Regions from separate parts of the Mus musculus genome. Here region 1 is linked to region 2. The links are chromatin contacts, called in public Hi-C maps. All regions are on one chromosome and are shown on one strand. The core of a region is the stretch at or near the end of the contact, and the rest is flanking DNA. Distances in the headings are between cores, read along the strand shown.

Region 1 (6,988 bases), core at 1,498-3,997, 150 kb after region 2:
AGGACCACAGGTCTGCTCCTCCTGCTGTCTGAATCTTGCCTCTACCTCAGACTCCATGAGTTTCCAGATGACTGACTGAGGTAGAAGTTAGGTTTGGATGCTGTAATAAAACCCAACAATGATGACTCATACGTAAACGGAAATTTAATCTCTCTGATTTGCAAATAAACAGAAATTTAATTTCTCAGGCACTTGAAAGTCTGAGCTGTTAGACAGGGAGGCAATGGCTCCAAGTCACTCCAGCCCAACCCTGACTTTTTTTTTTTGAGATGAGTTGTAGTCCTGGTCAGCCTGGAACTCACTATGTAGACCAAGCTGGCCTAGAACTCAACAGATCTGCCTGCCTCTGCCTCCAAAACCCAAGTGCTGAGATTAAAAGCACGCACTAAGCCGGGCGTGGTGGTGCACACTAATCCCAGCACTCAGGAGGCAGAGGCAGGAGGATTTCTGAGTTCGAGGCCAGCCTGGTCTACAGAGTGAGCTCCAGGACAGCCAGGACTACACAGAGAAACCCTGTCTCGAAAAACCAAAAAACCAAACCAAAACAAAACAAAACAAAACAAAACAAAACAAAAAAAACAAAAAGCATGCACTATTGAACCTTGCTTTCTTTCTTGTTGTCTCCATCCCCAAACCCGTCTTTCCTCATAAACCAATAGGGCTGCTCCTGCCAGCACATTCCTGTTCTAGCCAGAAAGAAAGAGGAAAAGATTTTTCCTGTAAAAAGGAAGATAAAAGAATGTGCCTTCGCTTTAAGGATATGACCTAGAATATTATATATATATATATATCACTTCTGTTCACACCCCCGCTGTCTGGAGCTTAGTTGCAGAACGTGTCAATCTGTAAGGGAGGCTGGGAAGCAGGCAGTAATTAAGCCACTCTGAACCTGGCTAAAAATAGTTTTACCATGTAAGAAAGGGGTAGCAGGAGCCGGGAGAAAGTGAGCGCTTCTCTCCTGTGACAAATTCCTCATTTGCTTTCCTTAAGCAGAGCTGATTCTTTTACACATGACCAGCAGAACACAGACTCATAGGCAAATGAGACACTAACTTTTACCCACCGTTCTTGATACCAGGCAGTCCAGGGTGACATCCCTGTCTTTTTTAGTTGGGTTTTTTTTCCAGTGAATATATTTAATTTTTAATATTTATTTATTTTTAAGACAGGGTCTTACTATGCAGACTTGGCTGGTCTTGAATGCTCAAAGATCTGTCTGCCTTTGCCTCCCAGAGTGTTGGAATTAATTAAAGGTGTGTGTCACCAGCCCCTAATTTTTAAAATTTATTTATTTTATGTGCACTGATGTTTTACTTGTATATGTCTGTGTGAGTGTCAGATCCCCTGGAGCTGGAGTTACTGACAGCTGTGAGCCACCATGTGAGTGCTGGGAACTGAACCTAGGTCCTCTGGAAGAGCAGTCAGTGCTTTCAACCACAGAGCCATCTCTCCAGCCCCAGACTTAGCTACTTTTAATTGTCATGTGTATGAGTGTTTGCCTGAATGTATTATGCTTACATGTGTGCCAGTTGTCTATGAAGATCAGAGTCCTTGGACCTGGTGACTGTAAATGATCGTGTGCGTGCTGGGAACCCAACCTGGGTCTTCTGTAATAGCAAGTGCTATGACCCAATGGCCCATCTTTCCAGGCCCCCATTTAAATTTTTAAAATATTTATTCATTCAGGGGGCAGGGCATACTCAGGCTACAGCATGTATGCCCAGCATGTTGGTCAGTGGTCAGAGGATAGCTGAGTCACCTCTTTCCTTCAGCTAGTCTCTCCCTGAGACTGAACTTATATTGTCAGGCTGGGCTGCAGGGGTATGACCCACTGAGCCATCTTCCTATGCCATCTTTTATAGTCCAGATAGCAATTCAGTAAAAACGTTTGGACAAGTGAGGAGATCGATTATCAAGGTGACAACAGGACTTGCTCTTGTCTCCAACAATGGGACAGCTAGAATAGGAGCCAAGATTTCTGGTAGCCTCACGCTCAAGTTCTTGGCATCACACTTGTCCTGCAGTCTCTCTGCCTGTGACCCTGGTGATGGGAATACATCATCCATTGCTGTCCCCTGTCTGCATTCTGCTGGTGCCAGGCCTATCTGGGTTGCATCTTCCTTTAACAATGTCAATGACATCCTGGGTGACACACCTTTATGCTTAGTCAGCAGCTCCACCCTGATCTCATGATAAGCACTTTCTCAGTTGGGGACACACCCTGACATCCTTCAGTCATGCTGATGCCCATAGATGCGAGAGAAGCCCTCAGCATAGTGAAGATTCAAAAAGGGACATAGTGATATAGATGCTCTAGTTCTAAGGCAATGGTGTGTCGGGGTCATGGCCAGAGGGGGCTACTACGCGGGCGGGAAGTGGGTAGGGAGAGCAGCAGAGAATCTCTTGAAAGGAAACTGTCTGGGTTCCTAGGAGACGGCCCACCAACTTTCCTGATTAAAAAAAAAAAGCCAACCGAGGCTTCATACACGTGTAGATGGTGGGACAGCTGAGCAGGCCAGGGCTGGGGGAGAGGGGGTGGTAAGAAGCCAGTCAGTGGAGATGTACCAGGAGTGAACCTGAGGGTGCCAGGAGGACAGGGGACACCCATCCTCCAGAACATGGACTTCAGCCCCAAGGACCTTGGCATTTATGGCCTGGGTGAGTCTGTGCCCACCCACGGCTATGACACAGAAGCCTCGGGACTCTGGGCTGGTTCAGGATGTCCTCCTGGCCCTGAGATGACTATGCATCAAACTGGCTTCCTGCCAGCATTACAGAAGGCTTCTTCAGAGCAGCAGCAGTCTAAGCACACATAGGAGTTGGCTCGGCAGCCAGTTCACTTAGAAGGTCTGGGCTGTAGCTTATGGGACTCTCCAGAGGGTGGAGGGGAGAGTGCTGGGAAATGCATATGGTGCTCTCAGGGAGGGGTTCCTGCTTGGTAGCGGTTTCCAGTTTCTGTAGCTAGCTGACTGCCACCCACGAACGAACTATGTAACTATGCACAACGGGCTCTATTAGCCAGTCTGGGCCTGCCTCCACACACAGATGCTCACACCCTGTCTATTAGAAAAGCATAGAGGTGCGTTTTGAGGTCTGAGACTAGAGAATGATGGGAGTCTTGGTCTGTCTGGAGGCAAGAGCTGGGACGCTTCCATAGCCTAGGCTATCTCAGTCTCTCCCTCTTGATTTGCATTGTTCGGGGTCCACTCAATCTCCTGTTGTAGCAGATTGGTATCTGTGCCTGGGTCAAGGAGCTAAGGATCCCTCTTGCTCACTTTTGCTGGGCTTTCGTGTCTCCTGACAAGAAAGAAACCAGACTGCAGCTGATCCTCTTTCTGTCCCAGTTTCAAATTCCCTAGAGGATGCCCATTGGTCCCGCTTGGGTCAGAGGCCCAGTCAGCTATGACTAGGGAACAAGAAGTTGTTATATATAGCAAGATGGTAGCCAAGGTTGAGGAAAATAGAAACAAGACCATTGAGAGAAGCTCAGTGGATAAAGAAAGGCACTTGCTGCCAAGCCTGACAACCTGAGTTCAAAACCCAGGCCTGTCATAATAGAAAGAACCAATTCCTACATGTTATCCTCGACCCTCACGCCCTCCATCTCTCTTCCTTCCCCTCTTATTCTTTTGTGATGAGATTTCAGTACAGTTCAGCCTGGCCTCAGATCACCATTCACCTGCCTCAGCCTCTTGGTGCTGAGACCACAGGCTTGTGCCACCACAACCTAGCCTGTCACTGAGCTATTTGAAAGAGTAGACACATGTGGTAGCACATGTCTTTAATCCCAGCACTTGGGAAGTAGAAGCAGAGAGATCTCTGTGAATAGGAGGGTTGGTCCTCATAGCAAATTCCAAGCTAGCCAGGACTCCATAGAGAAGCCCTGTCTCAGAAACAAACTAATGCAAAAAGTCAAGCACACACATTACAGAATTTCACGCTGCGGGATTAGTCATGCCCAAGGAAAGGGCAGAGGCACTTCTACCTCCAACAGCAACAGCCACTCCTCTATGCAACCCAGCCCCCCAGTTACACCCAGACTTACGTCGTAAAGGTCTCAAAATGTCTTTCAATGATTGCTGTCTTCAGATCTGGTGTTCAGAGGGTCTTGGCCTTCTGGTCTGGATCAGCAACCAGAAAGCCCTTCCTAGCGTCACTTACGTAGCTGTGACAGTAAGCAACTGCAGGGAGGAAGGAGTTTATTTCAGCTTACAGTTCCAGGTTATAGTCCATCCCTGTGGGGAAATCAAGGCGGGAACGCCATGCAGCTAGTCACAGTACATTCATAATCAAGAGCAGAGAGAAGCGAATGCACGCTCTCTTGCTTGCTCAGTTCAGTTTCTTCACTCATACAATTCAGGACCGACCTCCACTACTGCATGTGGCCTAGGGAATGGTGCCACCCACAGTTGGATGGAACTCCCCACCTCACTCAATAAGACAATCTCTCACAGACATACCTACAGGCCAGGCTAGTGTGGACAATCCCTCAGTAACACTTCCTTCCCAGGTGATTTATAGCAAGTTGACTGTCAACGCTGATCATTGTAAAACCCACAAACACTTTACACTGTATTCTGTGAGCATTAGATCTTCTTAGGCATAAGAAAATGAGAGCTGCCAGGGGGTAGTGGTGGTGGTGGTGCGCACGCCTTTAATCCCAGCACTCCAGAGGCAGAGATAGATGGATCTCTGTGATTTCAAGGCCAAACTGGTCTACAGAGTGAGTTCCAGGACAGCCAGGGCTACCCAGAGAAACCCTGTCTTGGAAAAGAGGGGGACTGCGGGGGGTGGGGGGAAGAAAATGAAAGCTAGCTCTATCAGATGGGGACTCAGATAAATGCACTGTGGCAACGTGGGGATAATAAGGAGACATTAGAAGACAGGCAAGGGCCTGGAGAGTAGGAAGGTTGGGAGAATGGAGCAGTAGAGCTGGCAGGTGGCCCACAGGGGAGCTGCCAGTCTGAGACCTCTGGGAAAATCCTGTTGTGCCTTCGGTTGGTGATCTCCTCCCGTGTGGTCTTGCCAACATCCCTGCATATCTCCCTAGGGGAAGGGCTCAGTGCCATATGGATGACAACCTGTGGTGAGTGAGGACCCCACAGACTGTGTCTCTGTGTGGCCCCTGGCTGCTGAGTGATGGAGTTGCCTGCTTCCTGTTTGAGAACCTAGCGACAGATGAGGTCCTTGCCTGGGCTACAGAGTAAGAAAGGCAGGCCTGGCTAGATGTCAGGACTTTGCCCACAGGAACGTGGGCCCACAGAGAGTGACCCTGGCCAGCTCTAGCCTCAGGCACTGTGATGGTTACTCTTCATGTCTACTTGATGGGATTTAAAATCACCATAGAAACACACCTATGAGGGTGTTTCCAGAAAGCTTTGGCAGAACAGGGAAGATGCACCCTGAGTGCGGGCAGCACCGGGAAAGCTAAAAGGACAAAGCCCTGGAGAACAGGTGTGGGGCCTTCTTCCCCGTGATCGGTCTGAGACACACAGGACCCCAAATGCTGATCAGAGTCCACAAGGGAAAGCTGCTGGTCTCAGGTTGAAACTTTGGGGAAAGGGGCATTTTTGCATTTAAGGACAAAGTGGAAGCCTTCGGTTGTGGTTCACACCAGTAATCCCTGAACTTCAGATTCTGAGGCAGGAACATCCCCTTGAGTCTGAGGCCATCTAGGACGACAGAGTAATTAAAAAAAAACCAATAATAATAATAATAATAATAATTAATAATAATAGGGGGGTTAAAGAGACAGCTCAGCAGTTAAGAGCACTGGCTGCTTGTTTGCAGCACCCAGGTTCTATCCCCATCACTCACACATCAGACCTTAACCATCTTTAATGCCAGTTCCAGGAGAATCCAATGCCTTTTCCTGGTCTCTGTAGGCACTGCAGGTATGTGGTACACAGACATACAAGCAGGCAAAACAACCATACACATAATATAAAAATAAATAACTCTTAAAAAAAAAAGTAGGGGCTAGAGAGGTGGCTCAGTGGTTAAGAGCACTAACTGCTCTTCCAAAGGTCCTGAGTTCAAATCCCAGCAACCACATGGTGGCTCACAACCATCCATAATGAGATCTGATGCCCTCTTCTGGGGTGTCTGAAGGTAGCTACAGTGTCCTTACATTAAATAAATAAACAAAATCTTAAAACAAACAAACAAACAAACAAAAGAGTATTCTGGGTCTAGAGACTAACTTGCCTCTATTTATGGAAAGTATTAATAAACAAAGAATCAGTGTGGAGAGGAGAAGAACCCAAAGATGGATGGATGGGGATTCTGACATCAGTGGAGAAAGAGAAAGGGGTGGGGTGGGGTTGGGGGGGCTGGGGGATTGGAGGGGTTGGGGGGGTGGGGAGCAGGTCATATGCACTCCGTAGTAGTCTCGTGGAGGTCAGAGGACAACCTCGGGCCCACATGCTTTGTATTTATTTGTGCTTTGTGTCTGGCTTTCACGTGGGTTCTGAAGGTTTGAACTCGAGTCGTCCTGCTTGTCTTTCCAGCTCCGGATGCACTGCTTAAGCCTTGTGTCTATTATGACTAGTAATTTTTCTTAGGACACCCCTAGCTTCCCAGGAAGGAGAGCTAGAAGCAAAGGCCTATTTGGCCCCTCCTTCATAGAGAAGAGCAGCGCCAGGGAGCAGGGATGGATGGCAAGCAAGGGAGGCGATTTGGCAAGCAGTCCCTTCAGTGAGAGAACCTGTGCGTCCAGGAACATTTCACTCCATGGGTCGGAAAGAGTAAGGAATTACCCATGTCTCCCAGCTCCCATCCGTCAAACGATTGATCAATAAGATGTTAATTCCTTATCCCCTCTACTCTACAGGCTGCAGGGTCGGTCTTGTGGGGCTGTCGTTGACACTAGGATCTGTGAGGAAGGCGATCTTAAAACGAGTAACTACAAGGTGATGTGGGCTTTTTGTTGTTTTTTAGGGGTGTGTACTTCTGTCTGGTGTGAGTACGTGCGTGCATCTCTCTGTCT
Region 2 (6,548 bases), core at 3,534-6,033:
TACTAGGTGTTTGCAAACAACATCCCATCCCGTGTGACCTGGGCTTTCCCAAAGCTGCTGCTGGCTGTTGCTCCTGCCCGACTCTAAGCCTAGCTTCCCAGGATGTCTTCCACAGGCCTCTGGCCCAAGTCTGCCCACCCTGCCCCCGACACCTCCACTGTTACATGTTTTCTGCTTTCTGGGAAAGGCATGTGTTCTCACATACAGCCATGGGCCAGCATCTCTGAAGAGCAACGAGTCTTGGGGAGGGACCGTAGATGAGGATACAGATTCAGATCCCATCAGAGATTTCTCAGCTCCGATGACTTGGCTATAGTACCTGGCCCGTGCCTCCATTTGATTATCTGTACAATGGGAATGCTTAGGCTTCCATCATAGGTTTCTGGGCGGGACAACAAGGTAGGGACAGTGCAAGCCTGGCTTCAAGGTGTAGCTCCTGAATACGAGGACGCAGACTACATCACCTCATGTTGAACTGTCACAATAGAGTGCACACTAGCTGACAATAAGTACTGAGATCTGGGGAAAGGGGCAGGTTCAAACCAAAGTGGGAAATGAAACACACTGGGCTGGTGAGATGGGCCAGCGGGTTAAAGCTCTTGTTACTCGATGACTCGAGTTTGATCCTCCAAGTCCTGCAGGGGGCAGAGACTTTTGAAAACTGTCCTCTGAGCTCCACACACAAAAATGAATGAATAGATTTATTTAAAAATTCTCAAATGGTTAAACATAGAATACCTTAGGACCCAGATAGATAAGTCTATTAGGGGTTTAAAAAGGGCACTCAAAGAGACCTTGGGGCACCAATGGTAACTGTAGTGATCTTCCAATGGCCAAATGTTCCAGATGGTTCCAGACAAATGGGAAAGCTGTAGCTTATCCACACAAAGAAACATGAATTGTCCATAAAAAGGACTCAAGTTCTTCCATGCACGGTGCCGAGGGTCGGGAGTCAGCTGGGGAGCGAAGTGTTGAAGATACGGCTTATGTAGACCGCCCAGCACAGTCTGAGATCATGTAGGTGGAGGTCAGACTCAAGGTGGCCAGGGGCTGGGGCGGGAGGAACAGGGATCGGGTGTTCATGGAAACAGGGGAGGAAAATATTTTGGAATTGGATAGAGGTGTGTCAACAGGACACTGAGTGTGTGACTGCTGCTATTAAATTGTTCACTGTAGGAGCTGGGCAGATGGCTCAGCAGTTTAGAGGACCGGTTACTCTTACAGAGGACCTGGACTTGACAGTATTCACATGGGATCTGATGCCCTCTTCTGACCTCTGCAGGCACAGCATGCATATAGTGCACAGACATGCAGGCCAAACACTCACATGCATACAAAAAAAATTAAATCTTAAAAAAAAAATACTTAAAATAGCCAATTTTACACAGGTAGATTTTTATCTCAATTTAAAAAGCCCAGAAAATGCTGGGTGTGGTGGTGTAAATCCCAGTATTTGGGGGCAGGAGCACGATTTACATAGAGAGTTCCACACCAGCCAAGCTACAAAGTGAGATCCTATCTCAAAACAAGACAACTGTACAACTCAGACACAAGCTAGAGTCACTGGAGAGGGAAGCTCAACTGAGCAAGTGTCTCCGTAAGACTGGACTGTGGGCCAGCCTGTAGGGCATTTTCTTAATCAGTGATAGATGGGGGAGGGCCCAGCCCATTGTGGGTGGTGCCACCCCCAGGCTGACAGTTCTGGGTTTTACAAGAAAGCAGGCTGAAGAAGCCATGAGGAGCAAGGCAGTGAGCAGCTTCCCTCCACTGCTGCTGCATCAGCTCTGCCTCAGGTTCCGGTCCTGATTTCCTTTCAAAATGAACTGTGATGTGGAAGCATAAACCAAGTTAAGTCCTTTCTTCTCCAAGCCACTTTGGTCATGGTGTCTCACCGCAGCAACAGTAACCCTAACTAACTAGGACAACAACCAAATAAAAAAGCGCTGGTCACTAATAAAAAGACCTTAATATAGACATGTGTTGAGCAGGGACCGACACACGGACCCACCTATGTCCTGCTGCTCAGGCTATACCCACAGCTCTGTGAACAGCAGGGCCCCTCCATTTGAAACCCTGCTATCCCGTGCCTGACCTAGGGAAAGTATTTCCTGGGGTGGGGGTGAGGGGCAGCCACCACCTGGCTACAGTGGGCACTCAGCCCTGCCTGAGCTTCCTGGTCACTTGGGTCAGTGGCTTGGCCCAGCCCAGAGTCCCAAACCAAATCAGAGACTAGCCTTGGCCTTCCTGCATCCACTATGTGTCCCTGATCTGTCAAGTGGCCCTCCTGGACCTTGCTTTTCCACCCCAGTGAATAAGCTAATAAAAATACCTAGGCCGTGAGGCTCCGGTAAGGAAGGACTGCTGAGCGGATAGCTGAGGCTCGTGGCGCAGTGCCTGGGAGCAAGGCAGTACTCATCATTGCCTGTTATGGAGCCCCGTGACACGCTGTTTATAAAAGCACCTTCTTAGCTCAGCTAAAGAATCTCAGAAGTCCTTCTGAAGCCATTTGATTATCCAAAACCAAACAGCCAGTCTAGTACTAGACAAAGGCAGAGAGATGGCCCCATGGACCCAAGCCAATTGAGCTGTGGGGTTCTAGGACAGGAGGAAGAATCGAGCTGGTGTGCCTGTGGACTGACCTGGTGACCCTCGACCTCTATTGCAGCTGACACTAATCACAATACAGGTGTGTACATGTCAGACGCAGACATTCCTAGTGACTCATGAGAGAGATGAAGGAACCCAGGCTCAGGGAGGTGATGTGACTCAGGTCAGACCTCAGGTCAGACCACAGCAGAGAACTCTGCTTCCTCACTATGGCAGTGCTGGGGATAGATGTGTGTGTGTGTGTGTGTGTGTGTGTGTGTGTGTGTATTTGCCACTGAGCTACCCACTGGGAGCTATGCTCAATAATCCCATGAACACCTTTCACCCTCTCAATGGTGAAAGGTGTTCATGGTCTAAAAGCTTAGGGAGAAGCGAGGCCCATTTTCAAAGGCATTGTCTAGGGATGAGGCGGGCCTTCAAGGTTACTGGGTGTCCCTGCATGGCACTCCTTGGGGCAGGAGTGGGGCATGCTCTGGCCACTGGTTCCTAGGAATAGAATCGACTTCCAGTTCAGCTTGCCGGCATCCTGGAGTGTGATGTCCCCAGGGACAAAGGCTGTGTGTGCCGTTCTGCACCACAAGACGTCAGCTCTGAAGGGCTCGGTGTGGTAGTGGAAATATGGGGTACCTGAAGGCCTCAGGTGTGGGGAGGGACCTTGTGGTGTAGTAGACTCTCTCCATTCCTCAGAAGAAGAAGCAGGCCAATAGGCAATGATTCAAGAAGGGAGACTTCCCAGCCTTAAAGCATCCCTCTGGCACTGGCTGGTAATAGTCTCAGTGCTCAGCAGTGCTCTACCACGCAAGAACACCGACAGGGACAGCCTCTCGGGAAGCCTGTGTAAGGCCAACTCCCTCTTGCCACCAGATGAGCTGGATTCCCAGGGGCCTAGTGGGAGGGGGCAGGACGCCAGTGATTCTGACATGAGGAGAAGAAAGCCTTCCCACATACACGGCTCTGCTTGTATTTCTCAGGGTGCATAGCCAGCTCTGTGAGAGTCTGCTTGAGATGTGGTGGTCTGGGCGGATGAGGTGGCTCAGTGTGTCAAAGTCTTGAGAGCTGAGTTCCTTTCACAGAACACACATACAGGTGGGGTGGGAAGAACCATAAACTCCACAAAGTGGTCCCCTGACTTTCACGCACGCACACGAACACACAGTAATTAAAAGTTAAACAAGCCTGATGGTCCAAGGCTTCCCTATTTGTTCTAGGGGGACGACATCAATCTAGATCCCAAGGGACAGTGCTATCTTTCCAGGTCCTGTCAAAGCCACGCTTTATCTCTTGGCTCACAGTGGCATCTTCAAAGGAAGCGCAAACAAGGAACTAGCCACGCTGGTGGCGCACACCTTTAATCCCAGCGCTCAGGAGGCAGAGGCAGGTGGATCTGTGACTCTGAGGCCAGCCAGAGCCACACAAGAAAGGAACTGCCGTGCTGCTGAGGTCAGAGGTCAGGCACCCGAGGCCAGGCCAAGGGCCTGGAACCAGGTTAGGTACAAGACAATGGCAGCTTCTGTCGTTGAGTATAATCAGGAGAGATAGAAGGACCTACTCTGAGCTCCCAGAACACATGACTCCCCCATGGAGAGCTGAAGCCAGACTTCTGTGGGGAACAGAAGGCTGTAGCCCAAGGCACTTTTTGCTACTATCAAGGAAGGAAATTTCTAGAAGACTCTCAACTTTGTAATCAGAGAGGTGAGGGTAATCCCTGCTTGCCTCTGTATGAACTCGGTCTGTGTTGTCCTTTCTCTAAGCTGGTTGCCCTTTCTGTAAAGCTGCATGAGATAAGGCCGCCAAGCACCCCCCACTAAGCCTGACATACTGATGTTCCAGCCATGATGGCAAGAGGGAGGCTGCTCCAGAGGCAAGCTGACTCACTGAAAGTGGTCCTCACCAGGTCCTAAGTGCTCCCTTCCAGACACATACAAGACCATGAAGCCCACTGATATGATTGTGTGGGCCCTTCTAAACAGCTCAGCTAGAACCCCTTGACAGGCTGCCGTGGACGACAGACATACCTCAGTGAGGACTGATGAAGACTCCGGCTTTGACACATTGTGGCTGTTGAAGAAGATGGACTCACGATCTGAAAAAAACAGAAGTCACAGGGTGAATCAGACCAGGAGACAGCAATGCCAACACCAGGGGGCAGCACCACCCCAGTCACGCTCTGGGTGGCCTCTGGCTCAGCCCTGGGTTCTTGGGAGCTAGGCTCCCACATCACATAGAGATGTGCATCCATCAGGATCCCGGCTTCAATTTGTCCTCCCACATAAAAATGAGTGGTTTACTGGGGCACCCTCACTACCATTGTATGGCACTATGTATGGGTTTCCTTAGCACCTAAGGCTGGGCCGGTCATAAGTATGAACAGGAGGCTGGGAAGAGAAGGGCAACGGAGGTGAAGACATAGTGCACCCAGATATCAAAGGTCTGGAGTGCCCTGAGAGAAGAAGCCTACCAAAAGCCATTTGGGCCAGGTAACCCCAATCAAGTGGCCACTCATATGTAAGCTGAACAGACAAAAGGTTCCCAACTACTTAATAGGAACCCGAGCAAGGCTTCCACAGGCTCACCCAGGAAAGCCTTGCAATGCCCCAGTCTCCTCTACACCACATGGCTGATCTGCTGCTGCCCACAATCCCTCAGCCCCCTGGACGCCAGAGAGGCAGCTCAGTCCCAGGAATGTGATGGAGCGTCCATTTATTCCCCTTGTACGAATGTCCTTGAGGTGTAAGCCATGATTGCTCTGGGGAGATGTAAGCTTGGCTGCACAGTTTGCAATGTTCTCAAGCACTTGGAAGCATGGACACGCTAGGGCGAGAATCACAAAACCACAAGCCTAGGGGTTGAGATCTGGCCATTACCCCCTCATAGCCCCACTCCCACCAAGAATAGCACAGGGCCAATCTGGGCTGGAAGCCCCCCCAAGGGGGTCCTGACAACCCTTGCTCAAATTCTTGCAAAAGAGGTGTCATGGATCCCCCACCCTGCAGGACATGGTGATCATCCCTGGGACCCAGGCCCCCGAGCACTAGGACAGGTTGAACACGGGCTGAGGGCGTGTGTGCCAGGGCTCAGGTGCCTGTTGTGGCTGCCATGACCCCCCAGCAGCCCCATGACTCTACGGCGCCATAAAAATCATGCACAAGGAAGTGATTCAGGCAGAGCCAAGCAGGCAGGCGCTGAAGTACCTGGCATCCTTCCCGCTAGTGGGGCACAGAGGCCCCTGGCCACCCCGGTGTGCCCGACAGTCCTCCCGCTGCTCCGACCAGAGCCAGTCCAGACAGGGGGCATGAGAGATGGTCCTGGGGAGGAGCCTGGGAAAAATAAACACCCTGCGGGACTTGTGTCAAGCACGCCCACTGGTCCCTGCTCTCGGGCACAGGTGAACCTTCAGGAATGGCGGGCAGAGCCTGACAGACCAAGAGGCTGGACCAGGGCTTCGTCACTTAGGATGGCTCTCTGGCCTTCCATAGGCATTGCCAACCTTCTCCTGGAGCGTCCTGAACTCGGGGTACCTCCCACCCAAGCCTCTATAGGTCCCCAAGAGCAAAGGCGGAAAGAGCAGAGCAGGCCTGAGGTGTGAGGACAGGAGCAGGTAGACACAGTAATGCTCAAGGAGTGTGGGAAGCCTGTGGGAGCCTGCACGAAGCACACAGAGGCTTGGCTGGTGCTAGGAAGGGACGGCACCGGAGACTTGTGATGTCTGTTTCACTGGACAGATCATATAGACTGATCAAATGTACAGATAGCTCAAAGGAAAACTGCCCTCTACTCTGACTGCTACTGCTGGCCGGGGGCACTCTGGCCTAAGGACCACTAAGCAAGAGATGCCCCCGGTGAAGGCACCTCTGCACAACCAGGATGCAGGGAGTGAGCAGCTTCCAGTCATGCCTGTCAGCAAGAGACTGAGAGGAGTTGAGATGGGTCAGAGGTGTCTA

The links. A called contact is a pair of places that touch in the nucleus more often than the background predicts.
Region 1: a Hi-C map of CD8 T cells shows a contact between it and region 2, with 4 times the contacts expected there. The contact joins two enhancer-like sites. A contact is called at or near these places in 10 of 39 promoter capture datasets (the 3T3-L1 cell line, 3T3-L1-derived adipocytes, the C10 cell line and 6 more), 10 of 15 datasets of contacts at CTCF or cohesin (CD8 T cells, the G1E-ER4 cell line, the NIH/3T3 cell line and 6 more), 236 of 484 Hi-C or Micro-C datasets (the 63-12 cell line, the AML12 cell line, the AtT-20 cell line and 119 more), 40 of 115 datasets of contacts at active chromatin or transcription factors (the 230-238 cell line, CD4 single positive thymocytes, the HPC-7 cell line and 23 more) and 5 of 9 other capture datasets (adipose tissue, embryonic stem cells, embryonic tail and 2 more).

The regions. Positions count from the first base shown.
Region 1 is chr12:102,723,159-102,730,146 of GRCm38.p6, forward strand. It overlaps Gm30296 (a long non-coding RNA gene), which reads left to right. Exons shown (of 4, transcript XR_001780676.2): 2 at 6,833-6,911. Among named protein-coding and RNA genes, the nearest start is that of Gm30296, 16 kb to the left of the region's middle. Within about 2 kb of position 2,748, at least 44 of the 459 cell types and tissues checked have an H3K27ac peak or open chromatin away from gene starts, as enhancers often do. A contact at or near this core is called in CD8 T cells, Th1 cells and trophoblast stem cells, where this site is marked.
Region 2 is chr12:102,574,483-102,581,030 of GRCm38.p6, forward strand. Itpk1 (inositol 1,3,4-triphosphate 5/6 kinase) reads right to left here. Exons shown (of 10, transcript NM_172584.3): 8 at 4,623-4,690. Among named protein-coding and RNA genes, the nearest start is that of Chga, 23 kb to the left of the region's middle. Within about 2 kb of position 4,784, at least 21 of the 459 cell types and tissues checked have an H3K27ac peak or open chromatin away from gene starts, as enhancers often do. A contact at or near this core is called in CD8 T cells, Th1 cells and trophoblast stem cells, where this site is marked.